Linked DNA regions of Mus musculus: regions 1 and 2 are each linked to region 3. Evidence: chromatin contacts called from public Hi-C and Micro-C data. All regions are on one chromosome and are shown on one strand. Each heading gives the region's core, a stretch centred on a gene start, on an enhancer-like site or on the middle of the called end of the contact. The rest is flanking DNA. Distances are from core to core; before and after follow the strand shown. Region 1 holds the start of Bloc1s1 (biogenesis of lysosomal organelles complex-1, subunit 1). Region 2 holds the start of Cdk4 (cyclin-dependent kinase 4). Region 3 holds the start of Rassf3 (Ras association (RalGDS/AF-6) domain family member 3).

Region 1 (3,221 bases), core at 294-2,793, 7.4 Mb after region 3:
CCTTGGATGAATCAGTCTCTGGATTTGCAACCAAGCCTGTCACTCGCCCTGGGCGGAAGGCATAGTATGTGCCTCCTTTCTTCCCATAGACAATCAGATCACCATCTCTGCACTCTTATGAGTCATGCAGGGCCAGGGAATCTTTCCAAGTCTTTGGATACCACTGGTCTTCTCATTGAGGGTTAAGGTTGGGGGAAGGGTCCCTGGAGACCCAGAAGGAAAGGAAGAGACAGCCTGGTTTTGTCACAGCTCTTGGCTTAGGCTCTTCCTTACTTCTACCAGCTGTGCCATCCTGTTCCTGCCATTTGTTTCGCAGGCTTTCCAGAGAGTAGGAGGTGAGGAAGGAAAGAGGGTACGTGGTGGAAGAGGTTGTCCTTCCCTCCCACCCAAGTGACAGCTGGACATATAAGGGTTAGTCGAGTTGGCCAGATGGCATCAAGTTGTGCCAGGGAAGTTAGTGTGGGGAGGGGAATTCTGTTTTCCCAACCACTGCAGCTGTCGCCCCCATCAGCGTTAGAGAGTGAAAGCTGACTCAAGTCTCCACAAAGTTACATTAGGGGGAGGGGACAGATCAGAGGAGTTACTGGAGCACCGGGTCCTTCTGAAAGCTGGCCCAGATGCTGTGTAACCAGGGTGGATGGAGGAAACCGGAGTTGAGGGAAGAGGTTCATACCCCACGTTGAGGTGATCCACCAACGCTTCGGTCAGGCAGGTCGCTGCAGCGATAGCTTCTCTCCTCCTCTTCTCTGGGGAAGGGGAAAGGGGTTGGAGCAGACTTCGTATTTGAAAGATGGTGCTAATGGGTCCTCACGCACTTATTACTGTTCTAGAAACTGCCAACTAATGCCAGACCTCTTAAAAAGAACCTTCCATACATAAACAAAACAAACCCCTTTATTTTGGAGGCAAAGAAACTGGGGCCCTGAGAAGGGAATGGACACTCCATCAGGTACGCCCAGGACTCTTCCTAGACATCCTTTTTCCACTACTTTGGGCAATGGATTGGCAACTCCAGGATTCCCAGTCTAGGCCTGGGGAAAGTTGTGCCTTAGCTGTGTGGCAGACTGGGCAGTCCCCAATTCCTCCCACTTCCGGGGTGAGAAGCTGGCTGGGCCAATTGGCAACGCGTTTCGCGCTCCAGGGGCGGGACTCAGGCGCCGCCTGGGCGGGATTGAGGGAGGTGGCGCAGGGACCCGAGTGGTGCCAAGGGGACCAGGGCTGGTTGGCAAGGGGACGGAGTTTCCAGAAGTGCCGCCCCCAATTCCCTGCCCGGCACTCGGGTCGCCCGCTAGCCGGCGCCCTCTCCTTGATCTGGGAGGTTACCCGAGGTCCAGGCCTCTGGAAGAAGCTAGGCCGCGGCCGGGAGCTGCCGACCGACCGGACGCTGAGCTCACCCTGCAGCTCCTTGCGTTCGTTCTGCTTGGCTTGGTGTTCTTTGAGCAGGCGGGACAGCATGGTCGAGTCTGGCTGGGTGTGGGCACGGCGGACCCCTCCCTAAGGCTGCAGGAACTGGACTATGCCTTGGCTCACCCGGAAGGCGTCACGTGATCGCAGTATCACGTGACGCAAGAGCCTCCCTCTGCTTTTGGCATCTGGTGGTTGGTATTGAGGAGCTAAAGGAGCGAAGTGGAGGGTTGGTTGCTTGGTGGGTGAGCTGTTCGCTAATGAGGCTCAGTTTCTGGAGTCAGGAACACTTTTCGCATTTAGTCATGCTGAAGAGTCAGTTTTCACATGCTCTGGCTGTCGGGTTTTGAGAGGATTGGTGTCCTGATGCTGTCCACTACACTTCTGTTACTAGGGTAGCAGAAGCTCTCTGAACTCATTGAAATTCTTCTCCTTCCCTCACCTTACCTCCTGGCAATGCCGGCCGATTCTCAGTGGATTCCCAGCTTCCTCTCCCTAGAAGAGAATGCTTTCTCTTATTTCCCAGCCCTCTTGTCTTCTCACCTCTCCACCGAGGTTCTCTCAGCTCTGGGTGATCACTGTAGAGCAGCATTTTAGGCACCTCAAGCAGCCTTCTAGGGAGCTTTGCTAATGTTGCGGGCAGTGAGTGGTGAATGCGCAGATCTATCTCTGTCCTTTTGTGGTCAGGGAATGCGAACCCATTTTAGTCGTGGCAGAAGCGTAAGTGCTACTGCCAAAGTGAAAGGTAAATTATACAGTGCTTCTCCGACTAAGGAGGAATGCTTCCAGGACTAATTCCAACTAGAAAAATTATAAACACCATCAATTTATTGCTGTTGTTTCTCTCTCTCTCTCTCTCTCTCTCTCTCTCTCTCTGTCCCCTAGGCTCCTTGTGCTTTTCATGGTGGCCAGGAATCCACCAGCGCTACAAGTAACCGGAGCTAAGGGGTGCATTACAAGTGTGCAGACATACCATGTGTCCCACAACTTTGATTCTAGCAGGCCTGAGGCAGAAGCAGGAGGATGTCTGTGTATTTGAGGCCATCCTGGTCTACAGAACAAACTTTGGGGCAGCTAGCAATATGTAGAGAGACCTTGTCTCAAAGCAGAAACACACAGACCACAAAAAAACGAATGTGGAGACATGCTGGCCAAACTTTGGTCAATTTTCTTACCCATTCTGAGCTTTAGTTTGATTGTTAATAAACTAAGGTGATTAGACTAATGTTTAGCTCTGGCTAAAGAGTAGAACCGCATTGAAGAGTTTGTAAATAATACTGTCATGTATGGTATACTGATGCAAACCTGTCAGGGGGCTGAGGTGGAAGAATGGGGAGTTCTAGATTAGCTTGGGCTACATAGCAAGACCCTGTCTCCTACTCCCAATTAAAAAGAAACTTGATCCCAAATTTATTTATTAAATAGACTTTCTGAAGGATTGATCTATGTATGTATGTATGTATGTATGTATGTATGTATGTAGCTAGCTAGCTATCTAGCTATCTATCATCTCTGTATCAGGTGATTCCAGAGTGCTTCCAAAGCTGAGGGACGTGGGGCTAATTCATGTCTGAGACTGTTTACAGCTTTGTCATCTACCCAGCTACCCATTTTCTGAGTTATGGCGCAGATGAAGTTGATAGCTTGGATCCAGTAGCAGGGCAAATGGATGCAGAACAAATTAGAATATTCTTCTTTAGAATAGCGAACAAAATAACCATGGAAGGAATTACAGAGACAAAGTTTGGTGCTGAGATGAAAGGATGGACCATCCAGAGACTGCCCCACCCAGGGATCCATCCCATAATCAGCCACCA
Region 2 (3,162 bases), core at 395-2,894, 5.6 Mb after region 3:
ACCTTAGTTCTTGGGAGATGGAGCAGGAGGATCAAGTATTTGAGGCTAGCTACGTGTCCATTTCAAGACCAACCTGGGCTATATGAGACCTTGTTCCATTAAAACAAAACAAATATCCACAATAAAATAAATCAGAGCCAAAATCGTTGCTCATGCCTATAAAAACAGCATTTAGGGGCTTTAGCACAAAAATTGCAATTAATTTGAGACCAGCCTCAACTCTAGTGTCTCAAATATGATTTTAGAATTTAGGGTTCAGGAATATAGCTCAGTGACTGAACCCATGCTTACTGCATATAAAAACACTAACTCCAAGCCGGGTGTGGTGGCACACGCCTTTAATCCCAGCACTCAGGAGGCAGAGGCAGGCAGATTTCCAAGTTCGAGGCCAGCCTAGTCTACAGAGTGAGTTCCAGGACAGCCAGGGCTACACAGAGAAACCCTGTCTCGAAAATCCAAAAAACCAACCAAACAAACAAACAAAAAAACACTAACTCCAATCCCCAGCACCCCCACCCCAAATCAATTTAAAATAGCTCTAGATTTTAGGCAATTTTTCACAAATGGGAACATGGTCCTTCATCCCATATCCCTAAGAGGTGGGAGACAATAAAGGAGTTGGAGCAGACGAAATCGTCACACAGATCTACCTCTGTCTAACTAGATTTCTGTAGGCAGACCATTTAGGAAACGCTGATCAGATCAAGAATATGTTCTAAGCTGGACTGGGGAAAAAATAGGAACATGACCCCAACGAGGAGTTGCAGGTTTGCAAAAGGACACGTCATCTTCCAGCAATGTGGTGGTGACTGACCCTGGACATGCTTACCCTGTCATCTGTTTATGCAATCACATATATATGTAGCAATCTTAGTGTAAAGACTCTTGTAAAATCAAGAACCCCTATTTTCAATCACTTCTTGCTGCTTTTAATATTCCTGGGGAGGTTTACAGGTTGGGAAGAGGGAGGGCATTAAATTGCTGCCCCCCCATACCCATACAGTGGCTTATTATATTTCCTTCTGTCCATCTTTTAATCCTAGTTTCCTCCTCAGATAGAAATTATTTATTCCCTGTTTTATAAGACCACAATTACCTATACTAGTTATCTTTATCATCACTTCAAAGGGCGAGTGACTGAGACACCAAAACAAAAACATCGCATACCAACTGGAAGGAAGCACTTAGTAAAATTGTGTTGAATGAATGAGTAAAAGAAAGACACAAATACGAATGTTTCCCCATGGCGGTGGAGTGGAAATGTTACAGCACCATTTCTGGCACCAGGATCTCCCACTAACACCTCGACCTCCCGCCCACTCAGAGACCCATAGTGAGACTGAAGATGCGCTCTGGCTCGGCCTTGAGCCCAGAGTTGAGAGCTGGTTGGCCCGGTTGCCATGACACCGCCTTGTGCTCCACCCTCTCTCGCCCCCACACACCCCCTCGGCAGTCAGGGTATGGCAGCCAGTCACGTGCCACACAGCGTAACCACACCTCTGCTTCCCAGCGCAAAGTCAAGGGGTCACGTGGGATAGCAACAGGTCACGTGGCCGTCAGGGCCCCGCCCCCTTCCCCACCACACCCCTCCCATCAAAGCAGCCCGGGTTGCCCACTGCGCAAGGGTGAAGATCACGTGTCCAGAACGTCCGGCGCCCGCCCCGCCCCCCGGGTTTCCGCGCGCCTCTCTGGCAGCTGGTCACATGGTGAGGGTGGGGGTGAGGGGGCCTCTCTAGCTCGCGGCCTGTGTCTATGGTCTGGCCCGAAGCGTCCAGCTGCCCGGGACCGATCCCCGGTGTATGGCGCCGCAGGAACCGGCTCCCGGGCCCAGATAAAGGGCCACCTCCAGAGCTCTTAGCCGAGCGTAAGGTGAGTGCAGTCTCATCCAGGATCGGGGGACCAGTCCCCGCCACCACCAGCACCCTCCAGCTCCCCACGCGTGCGCGTCGCTGGCTGATTATGGAAGGTGGCCCAATGGCGGGAAGTGGGGCCTTTGTGGTCGCGGGCAAGGGTGTGATTTTGGAGAGTGAAGTGCAGAATCTTCGGTGCAAACCCTGTGCACTGTGTGATCCTCTTTGTGCCTAGTGCGATGTCCTCCGAAAGGAAAGAAAGCATTCTTTTTCTTCCTCCGGGACAAAACGTGGCCGGAGGAGGAGGGTTTGATGGGAGTCTTTGTGTTACCTAAGGCGCGGGCCCTGGAAGTGTGGAGGGGTGGGATGTTGCTGATCGCGTTGGCGAGGTCTTGTGCAGGAGTTCCTTTGTTACCGCCGGGTCATCCCCCTCCTAACCGTGAGAGTGAGTTTGGTATTAGAAGCCTCTGTGATTGTAGATCCCCTGCTTCGAGAATGGCTGCCACTCGATATGAACCCGTGGCTGAAATTGGTGTCGGTGCCTATGGGACGGTGTACAAAGCCCGAGATCCCCACAGTGGCCACTTTGTGGCCCTCAAGAGTGTGAGAGTTCCTAATGGAGGAGCAGCTGGAGGGGGCCTTCCCGTCAGCACAGTTCGTGAGGTGGCCTTGTTAAGGAGGCTGGAGGCCTTTGAACATCCCAATGTTGTACGGTGAGAAGGTTGGATTGGGAGTGGGGCGGAGAGGACAATAGGACCCGTAAGGCAGGAGTGGGACCCTAGAACGCCAGAGGCCACGTTGAGACAAAGGGGACGACTAGCTGGTGATCATTTGTTCTTCTCAGGCTGATGGATGTCTGTGCTACTTCCCGAACTGATCGGGACATCAAGGTCACCCTAGTGTTTGAGCATATAGACCAGGACCTGAGGACATACCTGGACAAAGCACCTCCACCGGGCCTGCCGGTTGAGACCATTAAGGTGAGTAGGGGTGGGGCTGGGGGCGAGGGTGGACCGATCTTTGCAATAGAAGTTGTTGGGATTTTGAAGTGATACATAGTTTCCGGTGTTCTGTGCTTTCTTCTTGAAAAACAGGATCTAATGCGTCAGTTTCTAAGCGGCCTGGATTTTCTTCATGCAAACTGCATTGTTCACCGGGACCTGAAGCCAGAGAACATTCTAGTGACAAGTAATGGGACCGTCAAGCTGGCTGACTTTGGCCTAGCTAGAATCTACAGCTACCAGATGGCCCTCACGCCTGTGGTCAGTAAAAGGCGTTAGCCGACTAGGTTGTGATAGGGGTAGCTCTTGGT
Region 3 (3,453 bases), core at 305-2,804:
CTAGATGAGAAAGGGGGAAAAGGCCATTTCTTGTCTGCCCCACAGGAGGTAGGCCAGGCAGTGTGGGAGTGGGAGTCGTGGGTAATCTCTGACTTCCAAATTCCCCCATTAGCACATTCTACTGAAAATAAAAGGTCACCCTAGTAAACGGAGCAACCTGAAGTCTGAGGATAAAGGCATGCTACCACCCACCCTAGCTAGCCCTTCACTAGGGGACTAGTTGTTAGCAATAATGACCTCATCCTAGCCTTTCACCCTCCTCCTCCTCTTAGTTTGGAAATCTAATAGACCAAAAAGCCTAGAACTTCCAAATCTGATAAAGGAGTTTTACTTTAGAAAACAACGGCCTGTTAAACTTAAAAGGGTTGGCAAGGGCAGTCTGGGCAGAGATTTCTCTCCACCAAAATCCCCATCACTGGGCCTCTGAACGATTAGTTTCTCTTGTTTTTCATCTCCAGAGTTGACAGAAACCTCTGGTGTGCGTCTGTGGTGTTTTTAGGAGCAACAAGTTTGTTCCGTTAAAGCTCCTATATCTGACGAGAGCGTGGCCGAGCTGGCCAGGCTCCCTGGTGCGGCTTCCAGGGCCAGAAGGCCACCGGTTAAGCGCCGACCTTACAAGTCCGGCCAAAGTGCCCCATTTGGAAGACGCCCCTAAAAAAAAATAATAATAATCCCTGTCCCGATCTGTGAAACTGGCACAACTTCCCGTACTGTCTTTTCCCAAGCCACGCTTCCCACGGCACCCTTCCTCCAAAAAAGGAAGAAATCGGCGTAAGGCTCAGCCCTCTGGAGCTAAGTCTACCCAGGACGTCCGCAGGACCCGCAAACCGGACCTGATGAGACCCAGACTTTAGTGAGCACCGACGATCGCCCGGTCCCTTTACCCTGCAGCTTGCCCGCACCGGGGCTGCTCGGTCACTTTGGGCTATTGCGTGCCCTCAAGCCACTCAGGGCCATCGAGCAAACTGCAGCTAGAAGCAAACTGCAGCCAGGACGGCGCGGTGACCCGGCCGTCGCCCCGAAGGGCTGTCGGGGGAGCCATCCCGAGTGGCCCGGGGACCTCCCGGCTCTTTGGAGCTGCTCCCGCAGCCGGCGTCCCCCAAGCAGAGAGGCCCAGGCCATCTGGCTCCGCGCCCTTCCACCTCCTTCCTTCGCCTCGGGCGGCCCACGCCCACTGCACAGGCTCCCAGCACCTTTCAGGCGCCGAAAGGGCAAAGGCCACTCTCAGAGCCCCGCAGCCCTCGGGCGAGCATCGCCCAGCGCGGGCGCAGACACGTGGAGCCAAGACCCCCGAGCACGCCACTCACCGGCTGACCCGAACGGGACTTGCCCGGAGGCGCTCTCCTGAAGAAGGAGGTCCTGGCGGTGAAGAAAAAGTCCTCGTCCTCCTCGAGGCTGCTGTAGCCGCTGCTCATGCTGCTGGTCCGGTTGCGCGCAGGGGGCCTCCCCGGGGCGCAGGCGGCCAGGCCGGGGTGCGGCGCCCGCCCGCCCCGTGAGGTTCCCGGCGCGCGGCCCCGAGCCGCCGGCAAGCCGTCCTGCTGCAGCTGCAGCCGCCGCTCAAGCCGCCGTCTGGTCCCCTCCCGCAGGATCAGCCGCCCTCTCCGGGCGCCTCCCGGCTCTGGTGCGCCACGACCCCGCCCCCTCCTGGACCCAGCCCCCCACGCCTGGCAAGGCCCCACCCACCTCAAACCAGACCCCGCCCAGCCAAGACCCCGCCCCCAGCCCGTCAAGGACCCAGCACACGCCACGCCCCTGCTACCAAGGCCCCGCCCAGGCCCCGCCCCACGGGCCTCCGCTGCTGCGTCCTGCCCAGCTCCGCGCGCGCAGGTGGGGCCCCGCCCGCGGCCCTCAGCCACGCCCCTCCGTCCTAGCACCGGTGGACTGTTGGAGGAAGGTGGGTTCGAGCACCGCCCCTGCTGGAACAGTTCTCCCGAGGGCTTCCCCAACCTCCCGGAATCTGCAAACTCCTCAGTGATTTCCCGTCACTGGAGCCGAAGTTTTGGAGAGGGCGGCAATATAATGGAGAACTTTTCCCACTCTCCTTCGGGCTCGGCCTTGGTGGAAACGGTCTGGGTCGAGGGGGTCGAGCCACGCGTGCGGCTGGCCCCTCCCAAACCGTTATAAGTTAGCAGAGGTGGGTGGGGTAAGAGCGACTGGGTTGTGCTTATTTGAAAGAAAACATCCTCTCTGGTTCTTTTGAACTTCGGTGGTAAAGCTTTCCCGCCTCCCTGTGGCGAAGGCGTGTCCCAAATGTGGATGGCTAAAGCAGTTGAGAATTTGGGGGACAAATTTCATAATCACCGAACAATCCAGTACTTTTAATTTAAATGCACTTTGGAAATGTCGCCTCCCACAAGCAACCTTACATGGTCACCCCATGGGGGAGCAAGTAGATTAGACCACTCCGTTCTCACCCACACAACAAAAAACAAGGTTTCCCTTCGGGAATCTGCTAAATTTTTAAAATGCGACTTTTTTTTTTTTTTTTTTTTTTTGCTTAGGGTGACCTGGGGGGTCGTTTTCCCCTTGGCGTGATGGAGTTGACTTGAGTCCTACTAACTTGCTTGCAAGAGACCTTGATGGGAAAGAGGGTTTGAAGCTTTAAGGCTGCTATGATATGCAGGCCGTAGCAGAATTTTTGTTTTGTTTTTTAAGGAGTTTTTTAAAAGAGAAACTCGTCATTGCTTATGGCTAAGCCCTTTTCTCCTCTACTCCCCCAGTGCTGTGACTAAAACATAAAGGTAGCAGTCGCCTTCAGGCTGAGACCCGCTGCTTCTGTGGCGTTTTTGTGTACCCTTCCTGGAATCAGGACTGAGTGCCTAATCGTCACTTGAGAACGAGAAGGGGGGAAAGCCAGACCGGAGAGAAGTCTGGGACAAGGGAAAGAAATGGCTCCTGTGTAGTTCCTTCCTCCCTCGGGCAGAAAGAAGGCTGACTTATCTGCCTTCCTGCAGATTTATTCACGTGTTCAGCATGCAAACTGGCCTTTCACTCCAGGGAACTCACCCCCAGAGGGGCCTTAGAGTCACAGCCTATTTTAAAGCCCTTACTTGAAAGACTTCTTCCCAGGCACCACTCGACTATGGATGACTAGAAAGCAGAGTCTGGCTTTACTCTTCCTTTAGCCGGAAAGCCTTACTTTACAGGTTCCTTGTGTACTTAGGAGCCAAATGTAAGAGAAGAGGACAATCACTCCATGCAAGATTTGTCTTCTTTAACTCCTACTGTGACATCATTCAGATAATGCCATATTGAAATAACAGGGGCTTCAGTTAAATACTCCAGTTTGAGTAGTGGGTGGGTTAAAGATTTATTGATTTGTTGATTTATTATGTATATAATGTTCTCCCTGCATGTATGCCTTTAGAGGAGGGTACCAGATCTCATTGTAGATGGTTGTGAGCCACCATGTGGTTGCTGGGAACTCAGGACCTTGTGACCTGAGCCATCTCT

The links. Hi-C and Micro-C count contacts between places; a contact is called where the count stands out from the background.
Region 1: a contact with region 3 is called in a Hi-C map of B cells, with 5 read pairs. The contact joins the promoter of Bloc1s1 here to the promoter of Rassf3 in region 3.
Region 2: a Micro-C map of embryonic stem cells shows a contact between it and region 3, with 8 times the contacts expected there. The contact joins the promoter of Cdk4 here to the promoter of Rassf3 in region 3. A contact is called at or near these places in 2 of 484 Hi-C or Micro-C datasets (B cells and embryonic stem cells).

Annotation. Positions count from the first base shown.
Region 1 is chr10:128,921,981-128,925,201 of GRCm38.p6, forward strand. Bloc1s1 (biogenesis of lysosomal organelles complex-1, subunit 1) reads right to left here and starts at 1,544. Exons shown (of 4, transcript NM_015740.3): 1 at 1,395-1,544; 2 at 674-746. The coding sequence starts at 1,455.
Region 2 is chr10:127,061,891-127,065,052 of GRCm38.p6, forward strand. It overlaps Cdk4 (cyclin-dependent kinase 4), which reads left to right and starts at 1,645. Exons shown (of 8, transcript NM_009870.4): 1 at 1,645-1,869; 2 at 2,330-2,563; 3 at 2,695-2,830; 4 at 2,945-3,112. The coding sequence starts at 2,346.
Region 3 is chr10:121,474,696-121,478,148 of GRCm38.p6, forward strand. Rassf3 (Ras association (RalGDS/AF-6) domain family member 3) reads right to left here and starts at 1,555. Exons shown (of 5, transcript NM_138956.3): 1 at 1,308-1,555. The coding sequence starts at 1,415.